Regions from separate parts of the Mus musculus genome. Here region 1 is linked to region 2. Evidence: chromatin contacts called from public Hi-C data. All regions are on one chromosome and are shown on one strand. Each heading gives the region's core, a stretch centred on a gene start, on an enhancer-like site or on the middle of the called end of the contact. The rest is flanking DNA. Distances are from core to core; before and after follow the strand shown.

The links. Hi-C and Micro-C count contacts between places; a contact is called where the count stands out from the background.
Region 1: a contact with region 2 is called in a Hi-C map of cerebellum, with 2.3 times the contacts expected there. The contact joins two enhancer-like sites. A contact is called at or near these places in 18 of 484 Hi-C or Micro-C datasets (3T3-L1-derived adipocytes, the C2C12 cell line, the F1.1 cell line and 10 more), 4 of 115 datasets of contacts at active chromatin or transcription factors (cardiomyocytes, embryonic stem cells, fibro-adipogenic progenitors and 1 more) and 3 of 9 other capture datasets (adipose tissue, liver and pancreatic islet).

Annotation. Positions count from the first base shown.
Region 1 is chr1:90,774,079-90,777,232 of GRCm38.p6, forward strand. It overlaps Col6a3 (collagen, type VI, alpha 3), which reads right to left. Exons shown (of 44, transcript NM_001243008.1): 40 at 1,453-2,207. Among named protein-coding and RNA genes, the nearest start is that of Gm41918, 12 kb to the left of the region's middle. Within about 2 kb of position 1,688, at least 69 of the 459 cell types and tissues checked have an H3K27ac peak or open chromatin away from gene starts, as enhancers often do. A contact at or near this core is called in cerebellum, where this site is marked.
Region 2 is chr1:90,655,239-90,658,421 of GRCm38.p6, forward strand. No RefSeq gene overlaps it. Among named protein-coding and RNA genes, the nearest start is that of Gm35242, 7.8 kb to the left of the region's middle. Within about 2 kb of position 1,838, at least 30 of the 459 cell types and tissues checked have an H3K27ac peak or open chromatin away from gene starts, as enhancers often do. A contact at or near this core is called in cerebellum, where this site is marked.

The DNA.
Region 1 (3,154 bases), core at 438-2,937, 120 kb after region 2:
AACATACTGTCTCAGCTCTCTGTCTGCTCATAGGTAAAGATAATTCCTACTTTTTCATGAGCACATATATTCTAGATTCATCTTCATTTATAGATTATGACATTCTGTAGAATCTTCTTACATCTTCTCAGAAAAGCTAACAATTATACCCCCCTGAGTCTCATTAACTCATCCCCATCCCCCCCCCCCTCCACACACACACATAAAATCAGGAAAGTGCTTTTCTTGGGTCAGAATGAACATGCTGGTCAGCCTCTGAGGGAGAACTGAGTTTCTGAGGTGTCATTTCTCACTTTATTGAACCAACCCCTGATACTGCCACAATACTCAGTGTGAGGCCCCTTTCTGTGACCACATCCCTTTTGGAAAGAAGGAATAGATTAGCACAGGACCAGCTTTGATCTTTCTGAGTCACATTAGAAGGGGAGCAAGTTTAGTTCCAGCAAAAAAGGAAGTATGGAAGGAAGGAAGGAAGGAAGGAAGGAAGGAAGGAAGGAAGGAAGGAAGGAAGAAAGAAAGGAAGGAAGGCAGGCAGGCAGGCAAAGAAAAAAGAAAAGAAGAGAGGGAGGGAGGGAAGGAGGGAGGGAGGAAATAAGGGAAGGAGGGAGGGAGGGAGAGAGAAAAAGACTCCACTCTGCTGCCTAACCAGAACAAAATGGCAAGCTTCTCCTTTCTCTCTCACTCGGAGTCAGGAGCACTCAACGCATAGCCCACATTCTACAATGCAACCAAGGATACCTGTGGGTATGGCCCAACATAAAATCATAAGCTTACTTAAAATATTTCAAAACATTTCTTGTATGGCTCTATTACAGGGTTCTTGAGGTTGAACTTTATAGATGAGAGCATCATAGGACCTCGTCAGCTGCCCATGGATGGTGAGGCCATGGGACCCAGAGAAGAGCCTACTATGCTGCCATGTGATTTCTAAACACCTATCTTTATACCCACAGATAAGCATAGCTTTCACCCCTCATCAAAGATGCTTCTTTTTGCAGCAGAAACAATTCATCACAGTGAGAAAATTGGGAGAACAACTGACCATGGAGTGTCCTGCTCTAGTTGATAACATCTAAAACACAGCCTCTGTTCCTAAGGCTCAGGGAATACCATGGAAGATAGGGACAGAAATATTGAAGAGCCAGAGAACCAGGATGGGGCTCTACAGCAGAGAAGCTACAGCCAGGGAAGCAGGGCTGAACGTACAGGAAGCATCAGTCTTCCTCAGGACCCCAGCATCCTTGAGAGGTTGTACAAGGGAAAACTGCTTCACGATGCAGAGAAAAGCAATATGTGGACAACCCTATGTCTGGCTAGCATCTTCTAAGGTCTATTATGTAACTATGCCCACCTTGGGTCATCAGCCTACCCTGTAGACCAGCTTCCAGGGCCATGTCCTTGGAGTATTAAATGCAGGCATAAAAGATGGTGTCTCTAAGCAGGCTTTCTTACCCAAGGGCTTAGTAGTGGCTGGCTTGGTGGCAGCTGGTTTGGCCTGTTGCCTGGGGGCCTCTGGCTTGGTAGCAACTGGCCTTATGGCAGCAGCAAGGGGTCTCGTTGCTGCAGGCTTCGCTGCAGCAGGCTTCGCTGCTAATGCAGGTCTGGCTGTGGCTGTGGCTGTGTTCGTGGCCACAGGTTTGGCTGCCACAGGCTTGTTGGCAGAGGCTGGTTTCACAGCGGCTGATTTAGTAAGGACTGGCTGAGCAGGCATTGGTTGAGCAGCGGCTGGCTGAGCAGGGACTGCTGGCTTAGCAGGGACTGGCTTAGCAGCAGCTGGCTGAGGAGGGGCTGGCTGAGCAGGGACTGCTGGCTTAGCAGGGACTGGCTTAGCAGCAGCTGGCTGAGGAGGGGCTGGCTGAGCAGGGACTGCTGGCTTAGCAGGGACTGGCTTAGCAGCAGCTGGCTGAGGAGGGGCTGGCTTAGCGGGGGCTGGTCTTACAGAAGCTGTCTGGGCAGGGGCTGGCTGAACATGGACTGGCTGAGGAGGCACCAACTTAGCAGAAGCTGGCTTAGCAGGGGCTGGCCTTGCTTGGGCTGGTTTTGCGGGGTCTGGCTTAGCAAGAACTGGCTGAGCAGGGGCTGGCCTCGCTGGGGCTGGCTTAGCAGGTGGCAGGTTTACAATTGCTGTTGGTTTGGTCGTTGTCACTGGCTTCATTGTGGTCACAACTTTGGATGTAAGACTTGAATTAGCAGTATGTGGAGGGTTTCTGTTAAAAACAAATCAAACATTACCTATAGCCATACTTTTGCATGCTATAGAGTCATAACCCTATGATCTACAGGGAACTTGCTGTTTAACAGCATGAAGGTGCTGGTTTCTATAAACCTTCTATAATGTTACATATACTATAGCTCTTACTTTCAGAGTCTGCCTCTAAGAAAATATTGCACAGAATATTAAAATAGAATTATTTGAAATAATTACATTAATTATTCATAAATCTGTTACCCCATTTTCAATGGAAAAGAAAAGGTGCTAAGTAAAAGGGAAAAGAATAAATATTTAACAATGTTTTAATTTAAACAATCAACTGAGTTGTATGCAACAAAATCAGTATTATTTGCTTGCACTATCAAGTATCTACTTATTAGGTGAGGTGGGTGGCTCACACTTGTAATCCTAACACATTGGAAAGATGAGGCAGGAGAATTGCCACGAGTTTGAGACCAGCCTGGGCTACTGAGTAAGGTCTAGGCCAACATGAACTAGTCAGTAAGATCTCAAAAAGACAAAAAGAAAGGATAGAGACAGGGGAAAGGATGTATAATGTAATATAGTCCCCAACTCTGTTCATGCTTGCCACACTTCAATCTAGGCTCTGGGCATATTTGACCCATAAAATGTGGTTTAAAATGACAATGTGCTAGGCCTGGCTTATGTCTCAAGAGAACTTATATTTAGTCCTTTTCTAATGAAAACCCTCCTGATCAACTTGCAAACAAGCCCAGGCTATGCCACTGGAAGATAAGAAATCATGTAGAGCAGAGATGAATCTTCCCACTAAGACCAGGTTAGACCAGCCTGTCTGTAGCTGAGAAATTTATCATCATCAACATAAAGGAGGCTGGGAGACAGACAGACAGACAGACAGACAGACAGACAGACCACCCAGCTAAACCCAGTCAGAAATTTCTAACCCACAGGATTGCAAAT
Region 2 (3,183 bases), core at 588-3,087:
GCCAAATCTCTAAGGGCTTGTTAAGCTGAGAACAGGAGAAGGAGGGTGCTTTCCAAAATACGGTCTACAGAAATGTTAAATAATAGGACTAGAATTTTTTGGGGGGGTTGGCTTTCTTGTATATTTAACAATGCTCTGCTCTGTATTCCCAGGTAGTGTTCAACAGCATGCTTAAGGAGACAACAGAAGCCTGGAAAAGCTTTGGGGTTCTGGAGGTAGAAATTCATTGCATGCACATGGTGGGGGCCAAGAACCATGCTGAAGGGTTGTAACTGGGAAGTGTACTAAGAAGTCCTCCCACCCTGGCTTCTACTGACATGGCCAGAGAACTTCTGAGACCCAGAAGTAGTCCAGATGGTGGGCAGGCCCTCATGAATTTCCCTCAAACTTCTTCTTGGGGGCGCTTGGTCAAGGGTCCCTAAAAATGTGGCTGGAAGAAGATATGAGCCCACGTTCCATGTCAGATGAGGTGCAGTGAGGTTCGGTGATCCATGCCATGTCCAAGGCCAGGGTGGTGGACGAGAGGGTCCAGAGACACTGGGCCACTCTTCAGCAGGGGCCAGAGAAATGGAGACAGGGCCGAGAGGCAGTGATGGAGTCAGCTTCTGATGCAGGAGGAGCCTGTGGACTGGGGATTCCTGAGTCTGCAGCGAGCACCTGGGGGTTACTCCCCAAACTGTCAGGACAATCCTAGCTCACCTGTTCTCCGAGATTCTGTGGCTATGTTTTTTCTAAAACATCTAAACTCCTGTATAAGCATTGACTTTAGTAGGTCCATCTCTTAGAGTTTGGATGGAAAAGAACAGTCCATGTTTGAGGTGATCTTTTGTGGTGTTATTTACTCTCCTAAAAATGGGAAATAATTATGCCTGTGATACCTGAGGGCAGTAAGAACACTAGTGTACTAGCCAGTGCAGACACTCAAAGGTCTAAAAGGAGAATGGAGAAAATACAGAGATAAGGTAACTACAGGGAAAGTGACATCCAAACAAATGTCCCAAAGTTCTTAAGAGCTATCCTCAGATGGCTTTTGAGTTCTGGGCATCTCTGGTCCATCCTGAACATTTTCCTTCTATCAGACGATGCTGTAAACAACCAAAATAAGGATTAAGCCAAGTGACTTTGGATGAAGAAGGATGGGACCTGGGAAGAAAGGGACCTGGGCTCCCCAGGGAGGTTCTTCAGAGAGCCCTCCTTAAGGGACTGCATTTGTCTCAATGGTAGGGTACCAGGCTAGTCCACACAAGGCCTCAGGATCCATCTCAAGCACAAACCAAATGGAGATGTCTTGACTGTTTTTCCCACACTGTTGGTGGCTCATGGCTGGGTTCTGTGGAAACTGGAGGAAGACATGCCACGTAACATGTGGTTTTTAAATCAGGAACTGTGCTGCAGTTTAGTGAAAGAACTTGGAACGGACAAATGCTGACTCTCCAGCCAGCATCACATGAGAGGCCCTCCGGAGGAATCTGGAAATGGGAAGCCGGACTCGGCTCAAACACCGAACACAGCTCTGACCTCGATCCCCTTTGGAACTCCTTTCTCCTGTCTGAATTATGGGTGGTGTCTCCCCCAGAAACCTTGATCTGGAGGAAAGAAAAATGCATTCAGAGGGATGAGTTTGGCAGAGTGAGAACAGAAGAGAGAGAGAGGGGAGAGAGAGAGAGAGAGAGAGAGAGAGAGAGAGAGAGAGAGAGAGAGAGAGAGAATACTACCATGCCGAACATGTTTTCTCGTTCTGGGACAGGATCATTTTGGAAAGGAGAGGTGGGCGGGACATCCCAAGAGGGTCTTACTGAGTAACTAGTACAGGGCTGGGATATGGTCAGCCGAGGCCCAAATGTTCTCTGACACGGACAGCTGCTGGAGGAAGCGTGGTCGGCTGAGGCCCGATGACAGCCTTGGCTTACATATGCAGCTGGGAGTTGTTTTTTTTTTTTTCCCAGAGGATTCCTGCTATTCAAAGTTTGGCTTTCCAATGTAGCCCTTTTTGTCCAAGGTCCGTGGTATCTAGAATCTCATCATTATCATCTAGAGAGAAGTCACTGGGACAGACTGGAATGAACCAATAACGTGCCTCCAAGAAGGTATGTTTGAGAAATGAAGGGGAACTGGAGATGTGGCTCACTTGTCAGTGTGCTCTCCTGGAATTCACAAAGCCCTGGGTTTGATCCCCAGTACTGCACACACCGTGTGCAGTGGCACACACTCGTGGTCCCAGCACTTGTTCAAGTTCAAGGCCATCCTCAGGCCCAAAGTGACTACAAGTCCCACCTGATTCTGGGAAGTCATTGTGGAGCCGTGGCAGCAGGAAGCTTAGGGCTGGAGTCTTGAAGGGCTAACAGGAAGCAGAGGAAGTTGACTTGGAAATAGAGAGTGGCTTTTGAAACTTCAAAGTCCCCCTCCAGTGCAGTTGCAGTGCAACGAAGGGCCACATTTCCTAACCCTCCATCAACTGGGGCCCACATGTTCGAATGTCTAAGACTCTAGGGGACATTTCTCATTCAAACTATTACAGTGGATTAGTTAAGTCTTTCTGGAAATGTTCTCAGAGACACATTCAGAAGTGTTCCCACGGTGACTACAAATCATGTCAGGCTGCCAATTAATATCAAACATCACAGATGGTATGGCACGGAGTGAGGCAATAGACCAGAGAATGTCTGGATGAATATGTGAATGGATGGATAAGTAGTCAGGGGATAGACAGACAGACACAGACAGATGGAATACCTAGCTGGGATCACTGGTAACAGTGACCCATGAATGTGATGTTTAGCTTAACGGTTAGTTTGTCACGATCTACAATCACCTAGTAAAGTCTCAATGAGGGATTGTCTACACCAAGGCTGCTTGTGAGAGATTGTTTTGATTATTGTTGACTATTGACTTGATTATGTTGATTGGTGTGGGAAGACCTACGCTAAAACTGGGTGCCACCAGTCCCTAGCTTTGGATCTGGGACTCTACAAGAGAGAGAGAGAAACAGGGAGAGAGAGAGAGAGAGCAGAGATGCGTGCATTAACTTGCTCTCTGTTCTTGACTATGAACATGATGGCTTCAGGTCCCTTCTGCCTTGATTCCACAATGATGGACAAACCTGGAACTGTGAATTAAAACCAACCCTTTCTCCCCCAAGTTCCTTCTGTCAGGATGTTTTATCATAGCAACAGGAAATGGATT